2 separate regions of the Mus musculus genome follow, and region 2 is linked to region 1. Evidence: chromatin contacts called from public HiChIP or PLAC-seq data. All regions are on one chromosome and are shown on one strand. Each heading gives the region's core, a stretch centred on a gene start, on an enhancer-like site or on the middle of the called end of the contact. The rest is flanking DNA. Distances are from core to core; before and after follow the strand shown. Region 1 has its middle 34 kb from the start of 5930403N24Rik. Region 2 has its middle 48 kb from the start of Gm31330.

Evidence for each region. HiChIP or PLAC-seq counts read pairs in DNA pulled down with a chosen protein or histone mark.
Region 2: a CTCF HiChIP or PLAC-seq map of the NIH/3T3 cell line shows a contact between it and region 1, with 8 read pairs. The contact joins two enhancer-like sites.

The regions. Positions count from the first base shown.
Region 1 is chr10:37,170,329-37,177,129 of GRCm38.p6, reverse strand. No RefSeq gene overlaps it. Among named protein-coding and RNA genes, the nearest start is that of 5930403N24Rik, 34 kb to the right of the region's middle. Within about 2 kb of position 4,994, at least 14 of the 459 cell types and tissues checked have an H3K27ac peak or open chromatin away from gene starts, as enhancers often do. A contact at or near this core is called in the NIH/3T3 cell line, where this site is marked.
Region 2 is chr10:37,481,756-37,489,113 of GRCm38.p6, reverse strand. No RefSeq gene overlaps it. Among named protein-coding and RNA genes, the nearest start is that of Gm31330, 48 kb to the right of the region's middle. Within about 2 kb of position 5,388, at least 34 of the 459 cell types and tissues checked have an H3K27ac peak or open chromatin away from gene starts, as enhancers often do. A contact at or near this core is called in the NIH/3T3 cell line, where this site is marked.

The DNA of each region.
Region 1 (6,801 bases), core at 3,745-6,244:
GAGGTGGGCCAACTGGAAAGAAGGAGCATGTCCCTTCCAGGTTCCTTGTGTGCTTGCGGGCTGCCCTGTGTGAATGAGCCTTCTCTGCTATGCTCGCCCACAGTGATTGGTGTATGCGGTCTGAACATGGATCCAAAACCACAGAGCCAAAAGACCATGAACTCAAACCTTAACTGTTATCTTTCTTCTTTATAAAGCTGATTGCTTCAGATACTTTGTCGTAGTTAGATGAATTTACCTGACATTGTGAAATTTTATCAACCTGTTGCTTACCACCATGCTGCTTCAAAAAAAAAAAAAATAAATAAAAATAAAGCCAAAATCCTGCTTCAGTTTTTCTAAAAAGATCCTTCCATTATAAATTCCTTGTCTATAACTCATCATAATCCTTAAACTGAAATTCCTGTTCTCTTTTTGCTCTTGTCTTTTCATTTCTATGGCAATTGAGAGACGGTTGTTGGTTTATAAGTACATGTCAAGGGAACAGTATAGTGATGGTTTGTGATTTCTGGGCTCACTGCACAGAGTTGGCTCCTAATGTGATATTTCCTGGTATACTGTACAGAATAGATCCCTCCCAGGCAATCTGGTTCACTGCACAGAATAGGTTCGTCCTGCATAATCTCCTGATTCACTACACAGAGTAGGTCACACCCGTGCAATCTGGTCCACTGCACAGAGTAGGTCCTCTGTCAGATCTCCTGGTGCACTGCACAAAGTAGATCCCTCTTGGGCAATCTGGTTCACTGCCCAGAGAACGTCCCTCCTATGTGAGCTCCTGGTTCACTGCACAGAGTAGGTCCCTCCTGGGCAACACCATGCTGAGGAAAGGTTGTGCTCAGTCTGAATGGAGTTCCTAAACTATCAATCATGGCATGATCTTTTTATTATTTCTAAATATGTACATAATGTATAGAAAAGTCTGAAAATATATTGAATGGATATTTTAGTGCCATAATTGCATGTATTTTGTTTTAAATTTTCATGTGCTCATGTATGTGCATATAATATATGAAATTGCATACTATATACACTTTCTGGATCTATTATGCTTTATACATGTGTACTTTGTATGTGAAGTTATATATCTAGTCATGCTACATACATTCATGCATTCACTTAACAACAGGCCATATATGATGTTGAGTAAGAGGAGACCCCCTGTGATATCAGCCATTGTTGTCTGTTTCATGCAAACACTCTATACTGTTCATACAAAGATGAAATTGCCTGATAAATCACTGAGAACATGTTCTCACCACTAGTCAGTGCATGATTTTATATATAGTTTTACTAATAAGAGAAAGTATTTCTAAGATAAATTTTATCTTTATTTCATTGGGACCTGAGAGTTTCTAAGTTAAACATTGAGAAGTTTGGCAATTTATTTTCAGAGCACTTACCACATCATAGGTGCTCTGTTAGGGGTCAGTATTAGCAGAAGCTATATGGCTGGGTCTTGGTCTGTTCTAAGAAAATTGTCAAGTTCCAAATCCATGGGATGAGGCTTGCTTTCAGCACTGTCTAGACTATTTGTACAAATATTTACTGAGCAACTTCTATGTCCAAATGCCTGTTTCTGGGCCTCACAGGAATGAAGAACATTAGGACAAAGATAAAAAGTTGGACCATAAGCCTTCATTGGCTGTGAGGGGACAAGGCTGACATGTTGAAAGTGTCAGCCTTGATGAGACTTACTTTAATAACTTTGTGAAAACTGACTCATTCTATCCACACAACAGCCAATCAAGCAAGACCTGAGTTAACAGACGAGAGACTGAGGCTCCAAGAGCCTAAGCAGCTCATAGGACATAGATCAGAGATGGAATTGGACCCATGCACTCTGTCCCCGGTGATCATACTCTAAACTAATAGTTCTGAACATTTTAATGCTATGACACTTTAATATGGTTCCTCATGTTGTGCTGACTCCCAACCATAATATTATTTTGTTGCCACTTAATAACTGTAATTTTTGCTACTGTTATAAATCATAATGTAAATATCTGTGATTTCTGATGATCTTAGGTGACCCCTGTGATGGGGTTGTTGGATCCCCCCGTCTCCCCAGAGGTCAGGACCTGCAGGTTTAGAATCACTGCTCTAATACATAACCCAGAACATCAGTAAGTTTATGAAAACATCTGGGACATTTATCCTAACGTTACCTGTAAGTAAACAAAAAGTGAAGCTAAAGAAAGATGAGAAAAACCTGATGGCAGAAACTGAAGTAAAGTAAATTATGAAGACACCAGAAACAAAAAAAAAAAAATGTTTGCTTGAAATAAAGCATTTTTATGGATAATAAAGTTGAGACTCTTCAGACAGGGAAACCAAGTAAGAGCACACAGGCACAGGGCAGGTAATAGTGCAAGGTGAGCCACGAGGCTCCAGCACACACAGCCCTTACTATGTGGATGGAAGACCAGTGCAGGGCTTGGAAGATGGGATGGACAGAGGGAGAGGGAGAAAGTGGAAAGAACAACTCCATGCAGAGTGGTCAGAGGGAAAGGGCTGTGCAGGCACTCACTGGCCTCCTCAGCCGACCTCCAGAGAGCCACCAAAGTTTGCAGAGGAAGGTGCTTTGGGACTGGACTCCTGCAAACTGTGAGCCACTACAAAACCAATCTGAGGACACTGGACAGTAGAGGATACCTATGGCCAAAAAGAGGTGCAAGTTCTAAGTAGAACATTTATCAGCAGACAAAGAGGGAAAGGGGTCAAGAGAGGAGACAGAAAAGTAATGCAAACTCCCAAAGATTAAGAGTTGAAATAATATTTCTCATGTTTCAGAAAGGAAAGAAAGGGAAAAAAATCATAAACTTTTGAAACATGACAAATATTAATATTATTCTCCTTTCCTACCTTTTCTTCTTTCTTTTTCTCTTTCCTTCTTTTTTTTTTTTTTTGGTTTTCCGAGACAGGGTTTCTCTTTATAACCCTGGCTGTCCTGGAACTCACTCTGTAGACCAGGCTAGCCTCGAACTCAGAAATCCGCCTGCCTCTGCCTCTCGAGTGCTGGGATTAAAGGCGTGCGCCACCAACACCGGCTCTTTCCTTCCTTCCTTCTTTCTTTCTTTCTTTCTTTCTTTCTTTCTTTCTTTCTTTCTTTCTTCCTTCCTTCCTTCCTTTCTCTTCCTTCCTTCCTTCCTTCCTTCCTTCCTTCCTTCCTTTCTCTTCCTTCCTTCCTTCCTTCTTTCCTTCCTTCCTTCCTTCCTTCCTTCCTTTCTCTTCCTTCCTTCCTTCCTTCCTTCCTTCCTTCCTTCCTTCCTTTCTCTTCCTTCCTTCCTTCCTTCCTTCCTTCCTTCCTTCCTTCCTTTCTCTTCCTTCCTTCCTTCCTTCCTTCCTTCCTTCCTTCCTTCCTTCCTTCCTTCCTTCCTTTCTCTTCCTTCCTTCCTTCCTTCCTTCCTTCCTTCCTTCCTTCCTTCTTTCCCTTCCCTCCCCTCCCCTCCCCCCTCCTCCCCTCCCCTCCCCTCTCCCTCCCCCCCCTCTCTCTTTCTTTCTTTCTTTTTGAGAGGATCTCCTGTAGCTCAGGCTAGTCTTGAACTCAAGCATGGCCTTGAACTTTGATCCTGCTGCCTCTACCTACTGAAGATTGAGACTGTGTGCATGTGCACATGTGTTGTGGTTCCAGTTTATTTCTGTTGCTGTGATACATGCTCTGAAAAAATGCGACACAAGGGAGGAATGGTTTTTAGTGGGAAGACACAGCCCATCGTTTCTGGGAACTAAAGGCAGGAAATGAAGCAGCAAGTCACAGAATATCCAGTCTAGAGCAAAGAGGATGAATGCATTCTTGCTTGCTTTGTCAGAAGGCTTTCTCCTCTCTTTTACTGTTGAGGACATCCCTGCTAGTGAATAAAACTGCCCATTGTGGGCTCTGTCTGCCTACCTCAGTTAACAAGATTCTCCCCTCCCTGTCCCCCATCCTCTTGCCCACCCCACCCCCCACCCCCTTCTGTCTTGCCTGCATGTGAACCTGATCTAAATAACTAGATAACTCCTCTCTTTAAAAAAAATCTCTTCCCTTCTAGTTCGTGTCAAGTTGACAGTGAAAACTAACTGGTCTACCCACCAAATCCAGTTTTCCAATAATACTACACCCTTAGCCCTGGGATGTTTACGAATTTAAACTACATGAATTGACCATGCTAAAAATTTGGGGTAGGGGGTGTCATTGTAAAACAATCTGTTGTCATTTGCAAATTCTGGGAATCAAATTCTGGACTTTACAGATTCTAATTAAACACTGCAGTCTCTGAGATATAACACCCAGCCCCTAAACTGAGAAAAGCACCCCCCCCAAAAAACCCTCAAAAATTCTACAAATGTAGTCAAATGACAGAACGACAGCACAAATTAACAATTCTTCTTGGAGACTAGAAGTCAAAGCATACAAACGACATCAATTGCAGTGCTCTGTAGAATTACATCCGGGATCGCTTATGTGACTGAGGCCTCGGCTTCAAAGGTCTGTAACATTTAGACCTGTGATCATCTTTACTGGCAGCAAAATTATTCCAGAGCTTAACCTGCTCCACTTCGCACTGGCTAAGCAGATCATGCTTGCTATGCAAATCTTCTTCAGGACTGAATGCCACTGGGGAGGGAGGAAGCCATTGAAAAGCATCCCTGTACTGCTGCAGAACAAAAAGCCATCACATCCCGGATCAAAGCAAAGAGAATCCTTTCGCAACAGAAATCCCAGAGTCTAGCATCAGAAAATCAGAAACTCCTTCACACTCTCATTACTTTTTAAGCCTTTCCCAATAAGAGGAGGCAAGGGGGGAGGGGTTCTTTCATACGTGTGCAATTCCTATTACGTTCAATACACACATAGCCTTCAGTTCTTTTCCCTTCTGTAGGCTGTCAGCAGTTATTTTAAAATGTATCCAATTTTCAGTTAGAAAGAAGGCATTGTGGATGACCCACCATGGCACAGAATTTCAGTTTGTAAGATGCCCATAGCCATGACTTGATCAACAATTCCATGGCAACTTGGCAGCCCTCTCTCTTAACAGGGCACACCCTGTAGCCTCTGTTTTACAGTATTTTGTGAGTCTGCTAAATCATCATTTGTTATAAGCATGTTTCTGAGGTGACAGATGCCCCCAGTTCCTCTTCTTTCCTGAGCCCCTGAAATCACAGCTGTGTTGTACCCTAAGCACAATGTTGTCACATCTTTGCTCTGTTTAATTATTCATGTTAGTCCCGCTACAGAATTAAACTGCCTGGGGATATTAGGGATATTATGGGATTTCAGTCCAAACCACACACATGACCATATAGATGCCAACCCCTGCCAAGCATCTCCATGACTCCCCTTTTCTTCACATAATGATTGGCAGTATATTCCTAATAGTCAGGAGCTGGACAAGATAGACCAGTCTAACCAAGAGCCAAGAGCCAGTGTATGTTAGGAGGGATAGTCATACTTAGTCATAGATAGTCATAATGAGACATTATCCTCCCCTACCACAAAAGCAGAAATTAAAAAAAACCAAACCAACCAACCAAACAAACAAACAAAACCCCAGTGTTGTTTGTTTGCTTTGCTTTTTATTTTTAATTGATTTACTTCCAACCTGTGCCCCGATCTTTCTAGTAGGGAACTTTTGCTTGTTCAAGCGGAAGCTCAGGCAGATAACCTGAAGTTGCAGGCCATCCTCAGCTACATGAGACCAAAAATAAGCAATCAAAGCAGTGACAGGGGCAGCTTAGCCTCGAAGTTACCATTTTAACACTTCATTTACGACCACGGGAGACCCCTGCCTAACTTCAGGGGACAGCTTCCAAATTTCATGGACAAACCAGGATCAGTTTTATCTACTAGACTTTACTCGTAGTTTATTTTCCCCCGAAAAGTCCTCTAAAAGATGAGTAACATCTGTCTTTGACCTCCAGGTACTCCTTGGAGCTTACTCCTCGGCGTTTAATTTGGAATGTGTGCATTCTCATTCAGCCCTTGGAGGGAAACAGAAACAAAACCACAGAATGTGAGGTGAGGAAAGGCTTTAAGGGACCATCTGGTTAGAACCTCATTCTGCAAGTGGAGGTCAGTGCCACTGAAAAATTAAAGGCGTGGCAGGCACAGGCTGAAGCAACAGATTCAACACAGGCTCTCCTGTCTTGCTTCAGCTCTTCTGCCAAGAGGACAAAGGAGGCCTATTTTCTATTTTTCTATGCTGAAATCTTTCTCTTTTCCTCCTTGGGAGTGAGAGTGCTGTGCCTGAAGGGAACACAAACTTAACTCTAAAGTCTTCTGTAACCTATGGGAACTGCAGGCCAGCCTACGGCAAAGAGGAAAGACAACCTCAGGAGGTTATGCTTATGGGGCAGGGACCATTTGAATCCCCCTACAATGTCCTTGGTGCCTCTGTGTCTATGGCTAAAAGGGCAGCTCATAGAAAGGGACTTTTCTTGGCCACCACTTAAGGAGGACCACAGCTGCACTGGCCACAGCACAATTCCCAGGAGCAACCAGGCATGGGTCCAGCTCCGTGGGAACCACCAGCACTAGGGAGCTGACGCCCCCACCACCCTGCACTTGGATAGATTGCATTGAGCTCTCCCAGGCTTGGAGGCAAGAAGCCGATTAAAAAGCTACACAAGTTGAAACAGAAAATGCTTTTTCCCAGGGTTCAGCAGCCATTCCTGAATTCTGTGCTCCTGCACAGAGAAATGAAAGAAACCAGGAGAAAGACCCGTGATATGATGTACACTCTGGCCACATCTAGTTACCTTTGCTTGACTTAAAGAAAAGGATTTCTTAGAACTTTAAGGAGGACAAGAAATCAGCAA
Region 2 (7,358 bases), core at 4,139-6,638, 310 kb before region 1:
CTTTTAATAGTCTGTCTTTAGTGCATTTGTTGTTCTGATTATTATGTGTCAGGAGGAATGTCTTTTCTGGTCCAGTCTATTTGGAGTTCTGTAGGCTTCTTGTATGTTCATGGGCATCTCTTTAAGCTAGGGCAGTTTTCTTCTATAATTTTGTTGAAGATATTTACTGGCCCCTTTACGTTGGGAATCTTTGCTTTCTTCTATACCTATTATCTTTAGGTTTGGTTTTCTCATTGTGTCCTGGATTTCCTGGATGTTTTGAGTTAGGATCTTTTTGAATTTTGCATTTTTTTATTGTTGTGTCCATGTTTTCTATGGAATCTTCTGCACCTGAGATTCTCTCTTCTATCTCTTGTATTCTGTATGTATGGTTCCTGATTTTTTTCCTAGGGTTTCTATCTCCAGAGTTGTTTCCCTTTGGGTTTTCTTTATTGTTTCAACTTCCAGTTTTAGATCTTAGATGGTTTTGTTTATTTCCATCACTTGTTTGGTTGTTTTTTTCCTGTAATTCTTTAAGGGATTTTTGTGTTTCCTCTTTAAGGACTTCTTCCTGTTTAGCAGTGTTCTCCTGTATTTCTTTAAGTAAGTTATTAATGCCCTTCTTAAAATCCTCTACCAGTATCATGAGATATGATTTTAAATCCGAATCTTGCTTTTCAGGTGTGTTGGTGTATCCAGGACTGGCTGTGGTGGGCTTACTTGGTTCCGATGGTGAGGAGTGGTCTTGGTTTCTGTTAGTAAGATTCTTATTTTGCCATTTGGTAATCTCTGGTGTTAGATGTTCTAGCAGTCTCTGGCTGGAGCTTATTCATCCTGAGATTCTTTGGTCTCTGTTAGCATTCCTGGGAGTCCAACTCTCTCCTGAGACCCAGTGGTCAAAGCACTCTCCGCAGGCAAGCTCTCCTCTGGCAGGGAAGGTGAACAAAAGTATGGAGCTCAGATCCACCTTCTGAGTCCCGGGGGTCAGAGCCCTCCTTGGAGGCTGACTCTCCTCTGGCTGGGAAGGTACCCAGGGGTCTGGGTCTCAGCTCATTCTCTTGACAGAAGATGAAGGCCCAAAAGTACTCTGTCCAAGAAGCTCTGTTGCTTCTGCCACCCATGTGCTCTCCTGCGTAGACTGGGTGTGCTAGTGTGCCTGCAGCATGGACAGTTCTTTGTGAACCTTGGGACCCTTTACTGAGTTCGCGCCCAAGATAGGTACTAACTCTTTAAAACTGTAGCCTGTAATGCTCCTCCATCCTATCTCAAGTTCTATTTTGTAAGTAAACACTGAGGAAGGATAACAGATGAGCCTGAACACTTTGCCCAGTAAAGCATTAACACCAAATGTTCTTTAGCTTATGAATCACAGTCAATATGATAATCTGTTGATGTCCTTTTCCTTGGGAACCTTGGAAGAGGCATTTCTTAGTCTCCTCACAGAGGCTTGTAGAGATTAATGGTATTTTTAGAGTATTTTAAAGGTTGTATAAAAGAACAACACATAGCTAATGTCTCTTCATAGTGTTACTTCCCAAGCATTCAGAGAACACAATGAAGAAGAAGAAGAAGAAGAAGAAGAAGAAGAAGAAGAAGAAGAAGAAGAAGAAGAAGAAGAAGGAGGAGGAGGAGGAGGAGGAGGAGGAGGAGGAGGAGGAGGAGGAGGGAGAGGGGAGAGGGGAGAGGGGAGGGGGAGGAGGGAGGAGGAGGGGGAGAGGGAGAAGAAGGAATTTCTTTTTTTAATTTTTTTATTAGGTATTTTCCTCATTTACATTTTCTATGCTCTCCCAAAAGTCCCCCATACCTACCCCCCCAATCCCTTACCCACCCACTCCCCCTTTTTGGCCCTGGGGTTCCCTTGTACTGGGGCACATAAAGTTTGTAAGTCCAATGGGCCTCTCTTTGCAGTGATGGCCGACTAGGCCATCTTTTGATACATATGCAGCTAGAGACAAGAGCTCCGGGGTACTGGTTAGTTCATATTGTTGTTCCACCTATAGGGTTGCAGATCCCTTTAGCTCCTTGGGTAATTTCTCTAGCTCTTCCATTGGGGGCCCTGTGACCCATCCAATAGCTGACTGTGATCATTCACTTCTGTGTTTGCTAGGCCCCGGCATAGTCTCATAAGAGACAGCTATATCTGGGTCCTTTCAGCAAAATCTTGCTAGTGTATGCAATGGTGTCAGCGTTTGGAAGCTGATTATGGGATGGATCCCTGCATATGGCAATCACTAGATGGTCCATCCTTTCATCACAGCTCCAAGTTTTGTCTCTGTAACTCCTTCCATGGGTGTTTTGTTCCCATTTCTAAGAAGGGGCAAAGTGACTACACTTTGGTCTTCGTTCTTGAATTTCATGCATTTAGCAAATTGTATCTTATATCTTGGGTATCCTAAGTTTCTGGGCTAATATCCACTTATCAGTGAGTACATATTGTGTGAGTTCCTTTGTGATGTGATTACCACACTCAGGATGATTCCCGCAAGGTCCATCCATTTGCCTAGGAATTTCATAAATTCATTCTTTTAATAGCTGAGTAGTACTCCATTGTGTAAATGTACCACATTTTCTGTATCCATTCCTCTGTTGAGGGGCATCTGGGTTCTTTCCAGCTTCTGGCTATTATAAATAAGGCTGCTATGAACATAGTGGAGCATGTGTCCTTCTTACCGGTTGGGACATCTTCTGGATATATGGCCAGGAGAGGTATTGCGGGATCCTCCGGTAGTACTATGTCCAATTTTCTGAGGAACTGCCAGACTGATTTCCAGAGTGATTGTACAAGCTTGCAATCCCACCAACAATGGAGGAGTGTTCCTCTTTCTCCAAATCCTCGCCAGCATCTGCTGTCACCTGAATTTTTGATCTTAACCATTCTGACTGGAGTGAAGTGGAATCTCAGGGTTGTTTTGATTTGCATTTCCCTGATGATTAAGGATGTTGACATTTTTTCAGGTGCTTCCCAGCCATTCGGTATTCCTCAGGTGAGAATTCTTTGTTCAGCTCTGAGCCCCATTTTTTAATGAGGTTATTTGATTTTCTGGAGTCCACCTTCTTGAGTTCTTTATATATATTGGATATTAGTCCCCTATCCGATTTGGGATAGGTAAAGATCCTTTCCCAATCTGTTGGTGGTCTTTTTGTCTTATCGACAGTGTCTTTTGCCTTGCAGAAGCTTTGCAGTTTTATGAGGTTCCATTTATCAATTCTCAATCTTACAGAACAAGCCATTGCTGTTCTATTCAGGACTTTTTCCCCTGTACCCATATCTTCAAGGCTTTTTCCTACTTTCTCCTCTATAAGTTTCAGTGTCTCTGGTTTTATGTGGAGTTCCTTAATCCACTTAGATTTGACCTTAGTACAAGGAGATAGAAATGGATAGAGAAGGGAGGGGGAGGAGGAAGGAGGAGGGGGAGGGGGAAAAGAAGGAATTTCGATATAGAATTTAGACTTATTGCTGATTAAAATTCACTCGTGTTTAGCAAAGTAAAAAGGTAAGAGTGAAATAAAGTTTCTTAACATTTATAGCTTAACCACTTATGTACAAATATTGTTTCAACTGTCTTTAAAGTCCCACATGCAGCCTACACTATATAACACATCATGGTTCAGCAAAACTACAGTGTCAGTGCTCCATGGCCACAAAAAGTGTTTAGTGACTACCACAGCGGAGGTAAGTGTTCATTTAGCAAAAGCCAATCCTCTGAAACATTACTCTTAAAGTAGACTGAAACTGTGTCAATCAGTTAGCTCTTGCTTTGAGTGAAGCAGGCTGCCAATCTAAAATAATGTTTCTGAATGGTTGAAGCTTACAAACTACAATAACTGATCCACCTTATCTAATGATTGGCACTGATCTCTTCTGATGTGAAAGGTTTTCCATCACAGCAAGGATGGTGGAGGAAAGGTAAGATGTCCCAGCAACTGGGTAAAGATTTTAATTCTAAATTATTCTACTTTTTTCCCCACAGAGGATTCTCTTAGATCCTCAAACATGATTGTGATTAGAACTTCTATGGTATCACAAGAAAGCAAGCTGAAAACACCATTATAGTTAGGCTTCCATTACTGGCACATCTCATCCCATGTCTGAGGTAGTGCTCTGTCCTTGCCAAAGATCATGGATGCAGACATGAAGCCTGAAGGACGGGTCTCCAAGCTCCTGTTAATTAACTTTACAGACACAAAATTGCTGACCCTGGAAAGAGAAGCTTTCCACCACTAAGAAAGATTACGGAGTCCTTTCCTGTGTGAGAATGTTTTGCTTTAACGTAAACAAACTGAAGAGGACAGAAATGAGGTTCAAGTAATCTCTCATCAGAGTAAACAGCCAAGCCAGTTAGGATATCATTTTCCTGGAATGTGTTGTGGAATCCAAAGGCAGGCACACACATGTCAGGGAACAGGCTGTCCTCTGATGGACAGAGCCTAAAAACTAAGGTAAATACATTCATGCATTCATGTTGACATTTCTTCATAATTTTTTTATTTATATATTTAGATAGATTTTGGATCTTAGGAAGAATCAAAGCATACCGACTATTTGTTTCAAACAACTTAATCCTGAATGACTGTCCCAAGCAGCCTTATTTGGAGGCCTCCTTGAGTATTACATCATGTTCTGGTATCACTGACTCCCACTGACGCCCACTTGTTCTTGAGTTTTCCTTTTATAACAAGATTGACACAACATGATGACTAAAGAAGCAAAGCTTCCCAGGCCAATTGAGTTTGTTAGCATATTTGTAAGACTGCGTTTGTTAAAGTACTGAGTATGCAGTTAGGTAGGAATATATCACCTGAAATTCCAATCTGGAAGGCCTACCACTTTGGCTACCTTCTGAAGATTCTCCATGGTTTGGATTGGATGAGGTGACCACTCATCTTGGACACAAAGTATTCAATATATGTGCACTCGAGGGTGTGTGTGTGTGTGTGTGTGTGTGTGTGTGTGTGTGTGTGTGAGAGAGAGAGAGAGAGAGAGAGAGAGAGAGAGAGAGAGAGAGAGAGAGTTAGTTAGTTTTTAAAATACTTGAATTTGGTTCTGTTTCATTCTGTAAATGTTACCTGGAGACAGAATTGGCCCCATTTCACTGATCCAGCATGAATAGCTGATTTGCTAAACATGCATCCTGGGACAATACCTTTCTATATTCAAAAGCTGATCCAGAATAAATGGGGAAAATCAGAAACTGCTTCCCCTTTTTATTTTGTTAAAAACCTTCTCCTTCCTTTCTTTCCCTGAGTGTCTATTCTCTGAGATTTGCTTCTTTAAAAGACAGATCAAAGATATTGCTAGCTAGGAGTCAGGAAGTTAGTGTCACCATTCCTCAGAGGTCAGCTGGAGAGCTGTGTCCGGCACCATGGGAAGTGGCCCCTGATCAAGGAAACACGGCCATGTGACAACCAAGAATCATCCAGAGCCAGACAAGCGGAAATATTCCAGGAATGGCTTTGTGGTTAACTGTGTTTTCCCACAAACTCCTCAGGGATTTTTAAGGAACCTGTCCAATCTCTGCATGCTTATGTGAAGATTATTGCCTGAGTCCTTTGTTTCTCTATTTTCTACATTGATTGTTGTTAAATGAAACGTAATTGATCCATAAACAAGACTGTAAATGGAATGAACTAGAATGAAACTAGTTCATAAATAAAAAGTAATGGATAAATAGATACATAAAATATTCTTAGGATTTTTTGGAAGGAGTGGTTGTTTATTTGATTTTATTTTAAAGGGTTTCATTGTTGTGCTATTGTTTTGTTTTGTTTTCTTTAGTGAGAAAGGACAATACCAAAGCTTCAAGTTAAAGCCATCTATACCTGCGGAGGTCTGGTAACAGATGACAACCTTAACCTGACCTACTTGGTTTTCAAATGGTCTTGCTCCGCATCCCATTCTCATTAGTTATTGCCTTACCTTTGGGCTGTACTGTTTTCTTTTCTTCCGTTAATGGAGCAATTTCCCTGCCTGAAATGGCACAAACAAAGGTAAGTTATTTTGTGCCAGAATGTTAGCAGGAGCCCATGTAAAGGGAAAATAACTGCTGGTCACATGAGTGGGTGGGCAGAGCAGGAGAAGGATGATTTTCACGTGCCCAATTTTACATGAGTGAAAAGCCAACACAGAACAGATCTCTACTATCCATTACCATGGCTTGCTTGCTTTACCATCATTGTAAAAGCCAAGGGCTTTTACTCCAATGACCTAATTCCTCAACTTCTGTCCCAATCATGTCATCCTTCTTCCTGTGAAAGAATTTCTTCCCAACCTGGTTTCTTCGCTTTTAGAATTAGCCACGTCAACACCTCAGTCTACATGCTTTCCCTTACCCTCACCAAGGAGGGTTATGTTTGAATTGAGTCTATATTATAGATTAATTACAGCACCAGAGAATGAGGTTCAATTTAAAATCAGGGCAGGGAAATTGCTCCATTAACGGAAGAAAAGAAAACAGTACAGCCCAAAGGTAAGGCAATAACTAATGAGAATGGGATGCGGAGCAAGACCATTTGAAAACCAAGTAGGTGACTTCTACCTAGCATAAAGGTTAGAGGTTAGATGTGAAATGCTGCTGTTATTATTGTTCTGAAACAGAGGCAAAAGATGAAGCTTTTCCTATAGATGATTGGTATCACATTTGTTGGTTTGTTAACCCAAGCAAAGCCATGCTTCACGAAGACACTTTACAAATAAACAACAGCAAAATCCATAGGTGGGAACAGGGAGAAAACAGCATTAAGAAGGGAATTCAAAGAAAATCTGTTGCAGAATCCTTTAGTTCTGGGATTCATTATCTACTGCTGGTCACAATCCAATAGTAAATATTTTAGAGTTGGTGCGACATAAACAATCTCAGTAGCAATTTCTTTCCTTTTCTTTTGTTTGTTGTTTTTCTTACATTTTAAAATGTAAACACCATTTCTGATTCCTTATTTGTGTACAAACCACCCACACACCAGACTGGGCTCACAAACTTTAATAGATTGTAATATCTAAAGCCAAACTTTGTCTTAGATAATCTATACAAAACTTTTTAAATTGGAGGCTGGGAAAATGGCCAAGAGGCTTATCTCCCTTGATTCTCTTACAGAGTTTAACTCCCAGCAGCCATGGCATGCAGTATGCCACCATTTGTAAGACCAACTCTCGGGGCTCCAATGCTGGTTTTTGGCTTCTTCAGATACCCACACACACACATGCATACACATGTTTAAAAATAAATATAAATAGATTTAGAACTTAAGACACTGAATTGTTTAAAAAGAATTTCACTGGGTTATGATTCAAGGGTAGGAAACAAGTTTTAAAATTATAATCCAAGCTGTCAGGTCAGAGGGCAGAATTATCAGTTTTCCTTTTCTTCCTCCATTCCAGAAAA